Regions from separate parts of the Mus musculus genome. Here region 1 is linked to region 2. A link is a contact called in public Hi-C data. All regions are on one chromosome and are shown on one strand. Each heading gives the region's core, a stretch centred on a gene start, on an enhancer-like site or on the middle of the called end of the contact. The rest is flanking DNA. Distances are from core to core; before and after follow the strand shown.

What was found. A called contact is a pair of places that touch in the nucleus more often than the background predicts.
Region 1: a contact with region 2 is called in a Hi-C map of B cells, with 6 read pairs. The contact joins the promoter of Tsr1 here to the promoter of Rpain in region 2. A contact is called at or near these places in 1 of 39 promoter capture datasets (cranial neural crest) and 1 of 484 Hi-C or Micro-C datasets (B cells).

Annotation. Positions count from the first base shown.
Region 1 is chr11:74,893,793-74,901,067 of GRCm38.p6, reverse strand. Tsr1 (TSR1 20S rRNA accumulation) reads right to left here and starts at 2,988. Exons shown (of 15, transcript NM_177325.3): 1 at 2,853-2,988; 2 at 2,588-2,691; 3 at 1,667-1,886; 4 at 1,425-1,559; 5 at 491-915. The coding sequence starts at 2,949. It overlaps Sgsm2 (small G protein signaling modulator 2), which reads left to right and starts at 3,999. Exons shown (of 23, transcript NM_197943.3): 1 at 3,999-4,243. The coding sequence starts at 4,187.
Region 2 is chr11:70,966,710-70,973,830 of GRCm38.p6, reverse strand. It overlaps Rpain (RPA interacting protein), which reads right to left and starts at 3,632. Exons shown (of 7, transcript NM_027186.3): 1 at 3,244-3,632; 2 at 1,897-2,067; 3 at 756-816; 4 at 1-29. The coding sequence starts at 3,324. Nup88 (nucleoporin 88) reads left to right here and starts at 3,858. Exons shown (of 17, transcript NM_172394.3): 1 at 3,858-4,182; 2 at 5,814-5,983. The coding sequence starts at 3,880.

The sequences.
Region 1 (7,275 bases), core at 1,739-4,238, 3.9 Mb before region 2:
CTTCCACACACTTGGCTAACTCTGATCTCTCCTGTGCAACCAGCTAGTGTCCTCTGAATTTCCACAGCAGGTCTGAACCTTAACTACTGTAATTTTTAAATTCACAAGTATTTGAATTTTTTTTCCTAATTCAAATTAAGTTCTGAGACAAGAGGCCACATCTGCCAACTGTGCAAAGTATGTAGAAATACCAGATAAATACACTTAACCAGCATGTGTCTGAATGTCTACTGCCTGACATTTCAAACTAGCAGTAGTCTCCTCACTGGCCTCAGCATGCAAACTATCTGCTTTGAAATTTAAAAACCAGGGTGGGTCCACAAGGTAGGAGAGAACCAGACCTTGAACACCAGTGATGTACCACTCTCCAGCATACCAAAATAAATTCAGTAAAAAAGTTGAAAACAATCGCGGGCAAGAAATGTAGGCAAGTAGTGGAGGGCTGGCTTGGCCGGGGTTCGACTCCCAGAAATGAAAACCCCAATCTTACCTCCATTGCCATGTTTGGTTTCTTCTGGGATTTAATCACTCTAGGATTTAAAGGGAACGGATCCACAGGAGCATCTATTTGATTCATTTGGAAATCACCGTGTCCAACGATATGCAGCAAGCTATTTACATTCAGAGTCCTCCCACGAACATAGCCTGAGATTTTCAAGGTGCCCACTAAGTCACTCTCCTCACTAGGCACGAAGTCAGCAACATGGGCAAACAAGTAAGCTCGCCGATCCCGAAAAGCAAGATGCCGTTGCTTCTGGTTAGCCAACTGTCTAAGTAGCATTCCTGATTCCTGCTGCGTGTCTAGGAGCAGAAGTTTGTCTTCAGGGAAGCGTTTCTCCACCATTTTACTTAGCTTCTTTCGGGCATCTATTTGTTTCTTTGGTGGGAAGCCAGAAAGGCCCTGGACAGCTAGTGCTGAAAGGAGAGAAGAGCGCAGGAAGTCATTGTTTGACCACTTGAAAATCCTTTCCAGTTCCCAGACAACCCAGCGGTCAGCTCTGCCGTGGTCCCAGAGATCACTGGGAAACGCAACACTGAGCCAACAACGAAATGTCACCGTGAGTGTTAACTTTCTATTCCCCCACCGGGCACACGACAGCCCAGGAAGAAAAACTCACTTTAATAATATAAAACCAACTGGGCGGTGCACAGAAGACGGGGGCGGGCGGATCCCTGAAAGATCAGGGCCAATCTGGTCTACAGGACCAGTTCTAGGATAGTCAGGGCCGCCCAAAAGAAACTCTTGTTGTCTCAAATAAATAAATAAATAAAAAGAGTAAAATATATGAAAATGTTTACCAAGTATAGCCCACACCAGCAGAATACAACCCATTGATTTACTCCTAAACTTAATCTTAAACACTGTGCCTGCATGACTAGACCAGAGCTGTTTTCTTTGCTGGTATCCAATACAGCACACTTACTATAGGTGGGAAGGCCCTGAGCAAAAAGGCAAGACAGGCAATAATCCCCCGTACTGTCCCAGCCTTCTAGTGGGTCCAGGAGGAACAGAATGGTATCAGCGACTTTAGCCATGTCTAACAGAGTATGCAGATCCCCTGTATACAAAAGACACCATAAAAAAAAAAAAAAGATAGTTAGCACACTATATTCAAGAGAGACAACTACTTAAACACAATGAGAGAAAAGTATCGGACACTCTAACCTGGTCTTGCATATGTGAAAAACCATCGATGTTTCAAGCTAGGGCACAGAAGCATAAAACTCTGGGTGCTTCCCCGTTCACTCAAATACACCGTTCCCAAGTCTTCATTCTGAAGCAGTTTAAATGCCTCTGGAAGGGAAATCCTGCTGTGCAGAGGCACCACCAGCACCTGATGTGGAGGACCATCCTTGCTGCCCAGCTGCCTCTTCTCGGCCAGAACCTAGCAACACAAAGATCCAAGAATACCTCAATCATTTGCTTCACTATTCTATCTTCAAATATACAGGTGCTGTAACCCCAGGGCAGAACTACTCCCCTTTCTGTTGCTTTGTAAAAGTACCAAGGTAATTTTATGTAACGTAAAACATTAGAAAAGATCAGAGCAGGCCGGGCGGAGCTGGCGCACGCCTTTAATCCCAGCACTCATTTCTGAGTTTGAGGCCAGCCTGGTCTACAGAGTGAGTTCCGGGACAGCCAGGGCTACACAGAGAAACCCTGTCTCGGAAACACCACCACCCCCCCCCAAAAAAAAAAAAAAAGAAAAGAAAAAAGAAAACATCAGAGGAGCCAGGTGTGGTGGCCCAAGCCTTTTAACTTAACACTCAGAAGGCAGAGGTAGGAGGATCTGAGTTCTAGGCCAGCCTGGGCTACACAGTGAGACCCTTTGTTTAAAATAATCATGATTTGCAAAAGAGCAAGCCCGTATAAATAAAGATGAGGAAGGACCAAGCATTCTCTCGTAAAAAGCCACGTGTATGGATGTGCTGTCAAGGAGTTTGGCAGGGCCTCGTTCTAAAATGAACACTGCCTGAAGGTACTCTGGGTTTACCTCCGTTTTCGGCCCATTTCCGTGTCCCATTTTCTAGTTTGAGACTTTACCAATCTCAAACCATAAGCTTCCCCACCCCCGCTTCTACTCACCGACTCCCTCTTTTGCTTTCGGAGCTGGCTGGCGCGATGCCTCTGGTCTATTCGGCTGAGCTGCCTCTTCAGCTTCTTGCAGAGGATTTTCGGTCCTACCCGGCCTGGAAGGCAGATCGGAAGTGGCTGCTCTTCTCCTCTCAGTCAAATCAACCAACAAGAACCTTCCTGCGCCGCTTAAGAGCCTTGGGCAAGGGTCCCAAGTCTAGTCTCGGTGTGGGCACGGGTACCGGCTAAGCAGCCCCTCTCCCTCCTGTCTACTCACCTTTGCTGTCCCGTTGTGCGGACCCACCGCCGTGATGCCGCCCGCCTTTATGAGCTTTATTCTGCTGCTTCAGCGGCCCGGAGCGGTGAGCCGCCATTCTGCAGTCCACGTGTGCACCAAGTGAACTCTACTTCCGGGCGGACCCGAGCGTTTCCGGCCCTGGGGACGGACTTCAGGCTTAGCACTTCCGCGACCTCTCGCGAGGTTTTTTGCCGCCAGCCTGCAAGCGCAGCGCCCTGAGTGTCCGCAGAGACGTCGTGGTGCCTTTTCCCACGCTGCAGTCCTCTGCTGAGAGATGGAGGATGCCGGCAGGAGTCTCCCGGCTCCGGCTCTGGATTAGGAGGTCAATTTTGCGCCCATCTTTCCATTTTTGCACGCTTCAGTTGCATCACGTGGGAAGAAATAAAAGTCTTTTCACGTAGACTATTGCACGCCGCTCTCTGCGGTCCCAGTGAACTGTACAAAGGGGTGACATTTGTACCTGAGTGGCCTTTCCTTTCCTCTATTACTCTAATTTCCAACGCGAAGCACTTAGAAGGGGCTCGTGTCACCGGCTCTGGAATGTCTCTTATTCCAACTCGCGCCCCCCTCTTCCCACAAATCTGCAAGATGAACCAAAGCGGATGTCGGCGACCCGGAGGAGGGCGAAGACTTCCCCTTGCGCTCGGGCACCTGTTCTTAGGAGCTCACAGTCGGGTCCTTGCTTTCCTCCTGCAAGCTTTGCGACTGAGCTGCAAGTAATATATGAACACTCCACAGGATCCGGAGGAGTGACAGGACCAGGTTCGAACCACAGTGACGCAGAGCCGAGACCCTGGCTCCGTATAGCTCCTCTCCCAGGGGCCAGAAGTCGGGAGCGGTCACGGTGGTTGAGGTTTGCCCAGACACAAGCACATTCCCAAAGTCCGCCCGCTGCGCGGCGCAGGCCGGAGCGGCTGACTTCCCAGCGCTCACAATGCGGGTTCGCGCCCTCGGGGCGGGAGCCGGCCAGTCGCCATGACAACCGTCCCTGCGGCGCGCGCCCGGCCCCGACGCCCCCAGGCGTCCGCACCCGCCCTTGACCCCCCCCCCCACCTCCCCAGTTGCGGCGCACACACCCCCTCCCTGCCGGCAGTGGGAAGGGGCCGGGCCTGCTGCCTGACGTCTGCGGGGCTCGGAAGATGGCTGCGGAGCTGAGCACCGGGCAGTGGCTGCGGCGGCTGCAGGCGGGGAGCGCAGCGGGCGGGGACTCCGCCTCGCGTGTGGGGCGCTGAGTCGGGAGGCGCGGAGGCGGTGAGGGCGCACCGGGGGCTCGGGGGGCCACTCGGTGCCACCTGCCCGCCACCTGCCGCACCATGGGCAGCGCAGAGGACGCGGTCAAAGAAAAGCTGCTGTGGAACGTGAAGAAGGAGGTACGGTCCGGGGCAAGGTCTCAAGGGGCTCGCACCCCTCCCGCGCTGGCTCGGGAGCAGAGAGGTGGAGGCACCCACGCGCGCGGCTGCCAGCCCACCGTGCCAGGCGGGGGCGGGGTCCTGGGCGGGCCGCGCCCCACGCCCCTCTCTGCATGTCCCGGGCAGCGCCCTCGGCCAGGGTCAGGCTTGCGCCCTGGGGCTTGTTTGCTCCACGGTGCTCCCGTTCCCCGCCCAGTGACGGCAGCAGCGCGGGGAGACCGCGATCGGGGGAGGGGTGGCGGCGATTGCTGGAGAACCCGAGTTGCCCATTCATTGCGGGTACTGCCCGGGGAGGGGGCGGGGTCCCCACGGGCCTCCTGGAGGCTGCGAGCCACAGTTCCAGGGGCTTCGCCCTCGGGTGTCCAACACACCGCCCTCTTGTGTTCCCCTGGCAAGTGAGTCGTGGCTAGCAGAGGGTTCGCTGCACACCTCACCGTTTCTCCCTCCACGCCCACCTCCTTACCCAGGAACTCGGGTATTTTTAAGAATGGTTTTTAAGACTCAGATTATTTTTGCCCTTTTGAGGGAAATCCTTCAGAAACAAGAGTTTCTCTCCACTAATTCCCTTTACCTTGACGCTGCTTAGAAGCTCATTTCAATTTCGGGGGTTGGGAGGGGGGGGCTGCTCATACGAATGACTCACCAGCTTGTGAAAGAGCCTGCAGTGTAGATGAGATGAGTGAGGCCTCCCTCCTCAGCCTGCCTCTCTAGCTGGGTCTACCAGGTGTGAACTATGGAAGGCAAAAACAAAACAAAACAAAACAAAAAACCTGTCTGCTTGTTCACTGTTTTGTTTCCAGAGCCTGGCACACTGGTAGGCACTCTAATAAATATAGCTGCTGATCCTGGAAACTGAGGTTTGGTGAGATAGTCTTGAGTTGTCCAGACTTACTTGAGCTTTACTTGTGAACTTGAGTAAAGTTACTTAAACTCAAGTCTTGGTTTCCTAGTTTCTTTTTAAAATAGGATAATACTGTTTCTCTCACATACATAAATGTATCATATTTTTTCATGCACCCTTGGAGTTTGACGGTGGTTTGAGAAGACTCTGGACTCTCTGCATTAACCCTGACCTGGCTCGTGTGCCCTAACTGTTCCCTTCCTTCTTGACATCACCTTTCCAGCTTGCATGAACAGCTTCACTGTGCTTTTGCTGTGAAGTGGCCAAGTGAGGGTTTCTTAGGCCAGGCGAATAGGAACTATGGGCATGTTGTTAACGTTATTTAAGACCCAGATTTGATCATTGATTGGGTATGTAAGGAAATACTTTTGAGAACATGATTTTCTTCCCACTATTCAAAGACTCTGTTTCAAGAATGGTTCCTTGGAAAACTGAATTTGTGCTGCAATGATGTATCTGCCTGGCAAAGGCTGACCTGCTCTGAACTCCACCTAGCTCCCCTTTTAGTGCTTGGTTTACAGAAAATGCTATAAGAGACAGTTGAGAACTAGAGGCAAGACTCTCCTCACAGAGGACCTCTGGACTAATCCTAAAATCATAAGTAGGTCCTCCCCACCTCTCCAGCTGCTTCAGATACATCCTGTTGATCCTTAGCTGTGGGTTCCTGCAAAGACTCCCTGGGAAGTAATCGAGGAAGCTTTTAACAGCTTGGAGTGCAAGAATCGATCCAATCGGATCTTCATTTACCTAACCACTAACCATGAGCCCTTCCTTCCAGCAGGGAGAACCTTCCAGGTCCTTCCTCCCTAGCCCTTAGGTGCTCTGCCACTCTTCATGTTAAGAGATGACCTTGGCCTGGTGTGGTGGTGTATATGTTTAATCCCTCTGGGTCCCTACGATACCCAGGCCAACCAGCGTTATATAATTAGACGGACCTTGAAAGTAAATAAATAGGTAATTAGGTGAAAGAAGACAAAACTGACTGGGAGCCAAGGTGTCATCAGGACACTGCATCCTGTCCAAAGGATGACAGCCAAAGGTTAATGTGGAGCAAATGCCTAATTTCAAAAAATAAAAGAGAAAGCACTGGAGAGCCTGCTCTGGCTGCTCTTCCAAGTCTGATTCCCAGAAGTCACATGACAGCTAACAACTGTTAGCTCTAGTTCCAAGGGAGCCAGTGTGCTTTTCTTGCTTCTGCAGGTATCCCATAAATGTCGTGCACAGACATCCATGCAACAAAAATATCCATTCACATAAAATAAAGATAAATAAATCCTTTAAAAGGTAAGGACTGTCTCTGCTCGTGGCTTATTCTGTAGGATTTTATACTGGGGTTGAGGAAAGCCATCTCTGACTCCCACTGGTATTATCTGCCTCCTGGCAGATTCCCCCATGGAATCTGGCACAAGTGTTAAGAGCAACTAGAACCTCGTTCTGTTGATGGAAGTGCAAATTGCTATAGCCACTTGGAGAACATTTTGGCAGTATTACTAGACACTAAAGCAGAATATGTGCATCAGAAATTCCTTGCCTAGAAATATAAATTTTTGAAAGCCAGCACATATGTTCACCAGAAGATATGTCCAGATGTTCATATGATTCATAACAACCCCAAGCTGGAAAGGCCCTAAATGCCAGTTAATTGTGGTATTGTCACGCAATTGGGAATGAACAATCTACATTCCCAACAGACACAACAGAAACAAATCTCACAATCAGTCAAGCAAGCAAAAGAAACAACTCACAAAACACCCCTTTACTGTTATTCCATTAATTCTTTTTTTAAGTGCAAAACTAACATAAGAAACCAGAGGTTGGGCCTGGCGGCATAGGCCTATACTCTCAGCACCTCAGAAAGCAGACGTAAGAGGAATGAATGGGTTATAGAGTAAATTCCAGGTCATCTTAGGGAATTTAGTAAAATCCTATCTCAAAAAATAGAAGAGGTCTTGGTGGCTCATGCCTTTGAACACAGCAATCAAGAGGCAGAGGGAGGCAGATCTCTGAGTTCCAGACTAGCCTTGTCTAGATAGTGAGTTCTAGACCAACCAAGGCTACATTGTGAGACCCTGCCTCAAAACAACGATAACAA
Region 2 (7,121 bases), core at 2,383-4,882:
CTCTTCATACTCGCTTATGATGGACTTTTCTGCAAGGCAAAAAGCCCGAGGTTGTCTTGTATCCAGGGCAGGTCTATTATTTCTATTTTACACATAAATGTGAACCAATTCAAGATAAAGCTATGTGGACTAAGTCACCGTGACATAAGATGCAGAACTGGCCGGGCAGTGGTGGCACACGCCTTTAATCCCAGCACTCGGGAGGCAGAGGCAGGCGGATTTCTGAGTTCGAGACCAGCCTGGTCTACAGAGTGAGTTCCAGGACAGCCAGGGCTATACAGAGAAAACCTGTCTTGAAAAAAACAAAAAACAAAAAAACAAAACAGAACAAAAAATGAGATGCAGAACTGTACTCTACACAGAGCTATGAAAACCTCAAGAAGCAGATGCTCACAAGATTTCAGGCAATCAATAAAGGATGGATAAATCTATGTAAAGATCTGCCCATGGACGCAAAGTGACAAGTTTACTGTAAACTTTTTTTCTCAGAGAGGCAGGTTTCTCTGTGCTACCCTGGCTAGCCAGAAACTACGGGGCTCAGGCATCTTCCTGAAAGGCCACCTTCCTACACTAAGTCACAAGTAGCTTCTACTACAGGCACAAGCCACAGTGTTCAGCTTAACATGGCAGCAAGAGGCAGGAGCTTTAATCCCTAACACGGAAACAACCTAAAACAGCAAACCTAATCCTGAGCCAGGCAAAGGCCAGCATTAGGGTCGGTCTCATAGGTAGGGAAGACTCTGCCCTGGGATTACCTTCATTACACAGCTCCTGCTCGATGTCCTGCAGCACAGCTAGGTCCAGTGGCAATTCCAACTACAAGAAAGCAGAGGGCAGGGGTGTGGCTCAGTAGAGCAGCACTTGCCTAGCATGCAAGAGCCTGGGTTTAATCCCTGAGCAAGACATAAACAGAGACAGAGCAGAGAGAAAGTGGTGTTTTCCCACTCCACATGAAGTATTAACTGGCCACATGTCTCATGAGGATTTGTAACTCAAAGATCACAGATTTACTGGATAAAATTGGCCTGGTCCACATGCTGAATTTGCTGACAGTTTGGTAATTTGGCCAAGCTGAACTAACAACAAATGATCAAAGTACAACAGTACCAAATTTAAGGGAGACAAAATCAGGCAGCAGTTAAGTAAATGACCTTCTAAGGCTGGCCGTGTGATAAAGTCTGGTCTTTGAAAAGCTGTTTTAGCTTTTGTAAAGCTGGATTAAGCCTGACCTGAGAGGCCTACTCTAAGTACTACCTGTGGTGATGTTAGGCTAACCAATTAGCATAGTGTAGGACACATAACGCTATGGGAAATGAATCATTATTATACAGAGCTTTGATGGCTTCAGAGGTTTTCATGTTTTGTTACTCAATTCTCATAATGCTTGTGCGAGCTTCTCTATTTTATGTCAATGTAAAAACTAAGGCTCACAGGAACAGTAATATTTGTGAGTCAGTAAAACTAAACTTAGAATTCCTAAATCCTGATGCCAACCCATAACCTTTCCTGATACACTGTAAAGGGTTTTCTACCGACACACAGCTCCACATTCTGATCAACTAGAGTCAGAATGTAGACGTCCTTTTTAAAGAGAGGTCCCTAGCCCATTCTTAGCAAGTCAAAATTTCCGATGGAAAAAGCAATAATGAAATTTTCTTTCCCTTTAGTTTCCTAAGTTACTATATTGCAAGGTTGCTTCATGCCTACTATGCATGTAGTATGGCAGAACCATGGATATATTTCTAATGAAGGTAAAAACCCTGAGCCAAATGACGGTGAGAATCATGCTTGGGGAAGTGAGCAGACTGAAAGGACCAAAACAAACAGATGCAAAGAGGTCACCAGACGCTCCTCATGGAGTCAGTGGTCTCCTAGCTACAGAGATCCTTGACTGACCTGAAGCAAGGCCTCCGGACAATTCTCCACAGACTGCAAAGAAGCCCACTCTTCCTCCATTACTTCTTGCACAAGAAGTCTGTCTGAGGCTGTCCCCGGCGTGCTACCTGCAGCCTGGCGATATTTGTTCAGGAGCCTGTGCCTGCTGTTTCTCATTCTCTCCAGACATCCCTGGGGAGGTAAGGGAGGGCAGTATTGGTTAAGAAGAAAAACATCAATTCCACTAAAAAGAAAACCCTCCAATTAGTCAGTAAAAATATAAGAAAATTCAAGATGCAAAATTTCATAGCCTCAAGTCCTCCACACACAGATGGGTTACATTACACACATTCCTATATTTCATATTTTATCTTATAAGAAGACAGTTGGATACACAGGAACTGTATCCACAGACTAACTTCAGACATTTATATGGCTTCTAAATTCCTGGAATTGTACAAATGGCTATAGTAATGGTCTTCTTGTAAAATAGTACTTTACAACCCTGGTATGGGTTTTTAATTTTTTTTCCTGTGTCTATGTGTGTGCCTGTATGAGTTTATGTGCACCACACCAGTGCTGATGCACACCAGGGCCAGAAGATGGCAATAGACCACTTGGAACTGGAGTTACAGCCATCGGGTCTGCTACTGAAACATAAGGACTCTTGAGCCATCTCTCCACCCCCAACTCGGGACAGTTTTTGTTCCCAAGTGGTTGTCACAGCTCTGCTTGAAGAACTGCTACTGACTGGTGCCATTTAGTAGGTGGAGAGACCAAGGCTGCTGCATCTAAGTGTTCTACATTGTACAGAACCACCTCCCATAATAGAACGTTCTCCTTCGAAACGTCAGCACTCACTGTTGAGAAACACTACTCCACACAACATGTTCAGCATGAAGATTGTTTTTCTGGGTGGTTCTTCTGGAATACACCCACCCTTTTGAGACTGCTGAACAGGGAGATAAGCTGCTTCTTAGAAGGAACTACTTGAGTTCGGAAGAAGGCGGAGCTTAAGTTCAACTCTCCTAACCGTGTCTGATGTTCTTCAGGAGAGAAATAACTTCTATCTCACGTGACGTATACATACGGAGTGCTTCCCTCTGTAACCGAACGTTAGGTGGTGGTGTTGCTACTGCTGTCATGACTCTTAAAATATGAAACAAAGTCGAATCCTAGGATAGCATAACACCTACGCCGGCCAACAGCCCGGGCGGCGGCCGGGACCCAATCCTATAGCAAGAGATCCACCTCGCTGGCCAGGCACACCGGGCACCTGCTCCACAACCAGTGCTGAAGCGAGCACACCGAGGACAGAGGTCCTTGGGAAGATTAGGGAAGTGATGACAACCCAAACTTCACACTCACCTGCCTGAAAGTTTCTTTCCAGTGGGGCGAGCCCACCTGCTTGTACAACAAGCGGTGCGGAGACCCCGAGGACTCTGCCATCTCCTCCCTTAGCGGGAAACAGCGCCCAAATCACCGCCCCTTAGCCGCGCGCAAAGGATTCTGGAAGTTGTAGTCTCGGCGCAGTCTGTCTGTACTTCAGGCCGCCGGGCTTTCTTGGAATTGTATCTAGTTTCTATCCCCTCACAGTGACAGATTTAGGGGAATCCGAGGATAGATGAAGCAGTGACAGTTGAGAAGTAAACACCACCCGGGCTGAGGGAGGTGAATCTTGAGAGAAAGTTCTGGGTTTACCCAGAGGAAGTTGTCCAGTAGACAATCAGACACACATCTCTCATCCTTAACGCTACCCCCTCACTGGCCCAGCAGCAGCCCCAAAGCGATCCTTACACTCCACTCCGCCCCGCCCCGCCCCGCCCACCTTGGCTTCAACCCGCGGCCCTGTCTATCCTCTAGCGATTCTTTCTTATTGGGCCAACTTCTCGAGATTCCTACACTTTGATAGGCTGAAGCTGTGAAGTGCTGGCCGCGGATTGGCTACGCACAGCAGCGGGCTTCGTTTCCTCCCGCCCCTCAATCCTGAGCTGTTAGTTCAAGATGGCGGCTGCCGTGGGGCCCTTGGGCGATGGGGAGCTGTGGCAGAGCTGGCTTCCTAACCACGTCGTGTTCTTGCGGCTCCGCGAGGGCGTAAGAAACCAGAGTCCAGCCGAAGCGGAGAAGCCAGCGGCTTCGACTTCACCCTCGTGCCCGTCTCTGCCGCCGCATTTGCCGACGAGAAACCTGGTCTTCGGCCTCGGAGGGGAACTGTTTCTGTGGGACGCAGAAGGCAGCGCCTTCTTGGTGGTTCGCCTTCGAGGCCCCAGCGGTGGTGGCGTGGAGCCTCCTCTCTCCCAGTATCAGGTGCGCCGGTCCATCGTGAAAGCAATCAGCCTTTTGGTTCGTTGGCGGACCTGGGCTGGCGTCTTTTGGGAACGCCCCACTTCGAGTGGAATGACCCCGCTTTGTAGCTCAATCTGGTCTGGAATCACTATGTAGCCCAGGCTAGCCAGGAACTCCTGCCCCAGTCTCTGAGTGTTGAGATTACGGGTCTAAGTCATTTATAAACACCAAAACAGAGGCTAGGCCTGTGTGTGTGTCCAGCACCTGACATAAACCTAGAGCATGCACAAGCTCCGTAATATCTGTGATTTGCTTCGGTGGGGGTGGAGGGGTTTGTTGAGACAGGGTTAACAGCCCTGGTTGTTCTGGAACGCACTCTGTAGAGCAGGCTGACCTCATTAACAGAGATCTGGAGGATCCTGATCAGAGCTAGGATTAAGCCATGTGCTGCCACTGCCCAGTTCTACAACAGGCATTTAAAGACATGGGCCTACAGATTTAAAAGCAATTAGAAATATTATTATATTCAAAAGAAATCCTTATTTAAAAGGATTTTTGGCTTAGTATAATTCTCCATACTAAGGTAAATAATATATTGATGGTCTCATCATTATTTACGAATAATAAAAAGAAATTAGAAATCTAAAATGGTCATGAGAAAAGAAATAGGAAGTACCAGGGTGAGAGTATTTTTGAGGCTATATGATGCTATGACAAATTATTGAAACTCCCTTAAACTATCACTCTTTTATATTAAGTCCACGTAGATGAAGCAGTACTGCTTGCTGCAAGGCGCTTGAAGGTAATCTAGGGCCTTACCTGTGACCTTGGGTGACCTGGAGCTCAAACAGAGCCACCTGCACCTTATCTGGTGCTGGGAATAAAGGCGTGAACCTTTACACTTGGCCTGAAGCTCTTCCTTTCTCTACAGTACAGTTATAAGATGGTAATCTGTTGATACTTCCGAGTTTATGTATTTACTGGGTATCAAGAGTCTGCTTGAGGCCAGGAACACAGAAGAAAAATCTCAAGTAGCGCCTACTGGGTTATGTCAGGGAAAGTTTAGAATGTTTAAGACCTGTGGTATTACCCAGAGCTGTGGTGTGGAACTACAGAAAACATGCCTTTGTTCCCTGGCCGCAAGATCAGGGGTAATTTCTCCCTTTTTTTTTTTTTTTTTTTAAGTTTTTGTTTTTAAATTTTCTGGGTATGTATGTTTTCCTGCAAATGAGTGCTGCATATAACATCTATGTGCCTGGTGCACACAGATGCTACAGAGCCACCGTGCGGGGGCTGGGAATTGAACCCAGGTCCTCTGGAAGAGTAGCCCTGTGGTTTTTATTTTCAGTTTGTGTGTGTGTTTGGTGAGAGAGAGAGAGAGAGAGAATATGAATATGAATGAGCCCCAAGAATATGGGTGCTGGGAACCAAACTCAGGTCTTTTGCAAGGGCAGCAAGTGCTTTTAGGTGTTGTCATCTATCAAGAACCTAGAGATTATTTCTTGGGGAATAATCAGCTAATGACACAGTTAGTACATGCTCAGAATGCTATTTATAACTTTAGAAATTTAAAACGTGATTATGGTTTCAAGCAACTCTGAAATAAATTTATATTAAAATTAACTATTTTTACTAAATGGTTTTACTTTCAGAGATTACTCTGCATTAATCCACCCTTGTTTGAAATCCATCAAGTCTTGTTGAGTCCAACCCAACATCATGTAGCACTTATCGGAAGTAAAGGACTTATGGCATTAGAATTACCTCAGAGGTGGGGGAAGGACTCTGAATTTGAAGGTGGAAAAGCAACTGTGAATTGTAGGTAAGTTGTATTTTCATTTAGTATTTATCTGTGTAAGTTGCTAAGACCCAAAATGGTTGAAATGTATTTAGGGGCCACTATTGAAACATTTGAGCATTTGTATGGTCCTGCACACTGACTTCCTGTGGTACTATTGTTGTCCGTTCTTTTTTAAACATGTATGAGTGGTTTGCCTTCATTTAGTAAGTGCAGTGCTTGTGTGCCTGGACAGCAAGAAGAGAGTGTCAAATCTCCTAAACTGGAGTTAGAGTTTAGCTGCTACGAGGTTGCTAGGAGCCAATGTTGGATCCTCTGCAAAAGCGGCAGGTGCTCTAAACTCCTGAGCCACCTTCCCAGTCCCTGCTGTTATTTTTGAAGAATACTGTGTTAATTTTTTTTTTGGATTTTAAATTTTTTTTAATTAGGTATTTTCCTCAATTACATTTCCGATGCTATCCCAAAAGTCCCCCATACCCTCCCCCCCAACTCCCCTACCCACCCATTCCCACTTTTTGGCCCTGGTGTTCCCCTGTACTGGGGCATATAAAGTTTGCATGTCCAATGGGCCTCTCTTTCCAGTGATGGCCGACTAGGCCATCTTTTGATACATATGCAGCTAGAGTCAAGAGCTCCGGGGTACTTGTTAGTTCATAATGTTGTTCCACCTATAGGGTTGCAGATCCCTTTAGCTCCTTGGGTATTTTCTCTAGCTCCTCCATTGGGGGCCCTGTGATCCATCCAATAGCTGACTGTGAGCATCCACTTCTGTGTTTGCTAGGCCCCGGCCTAGTCTCACAAGAGACAGCTATATCAGGGTCCTTTCAGCAAACTCTTGCTAGTGTATGCAATGGTGTCATCGTTTGGAGGCTGATTATGGGATGGATCCCTGGATATGGCAGTCTCTAGATGGTCCAACCTTTTGTCTCAGCTCCAAACTTTGTCTCTGTAACTCCTGAATATTTTTAATTAAGAGAAACAATCTCACTCTCTTATTTTTACAAAAATAGCTGCAAGTTTGGAGTTAGGTTCACAAGCTTAAGAACTATGCACAAAATGAACCAAAACACATGGATTAATGGTATTGTCTACTGGTTAACAAGACACCATTTATATATGTTGGGCCATTTTCTGGTCATTGCAATTTGTGCTATGATATCAT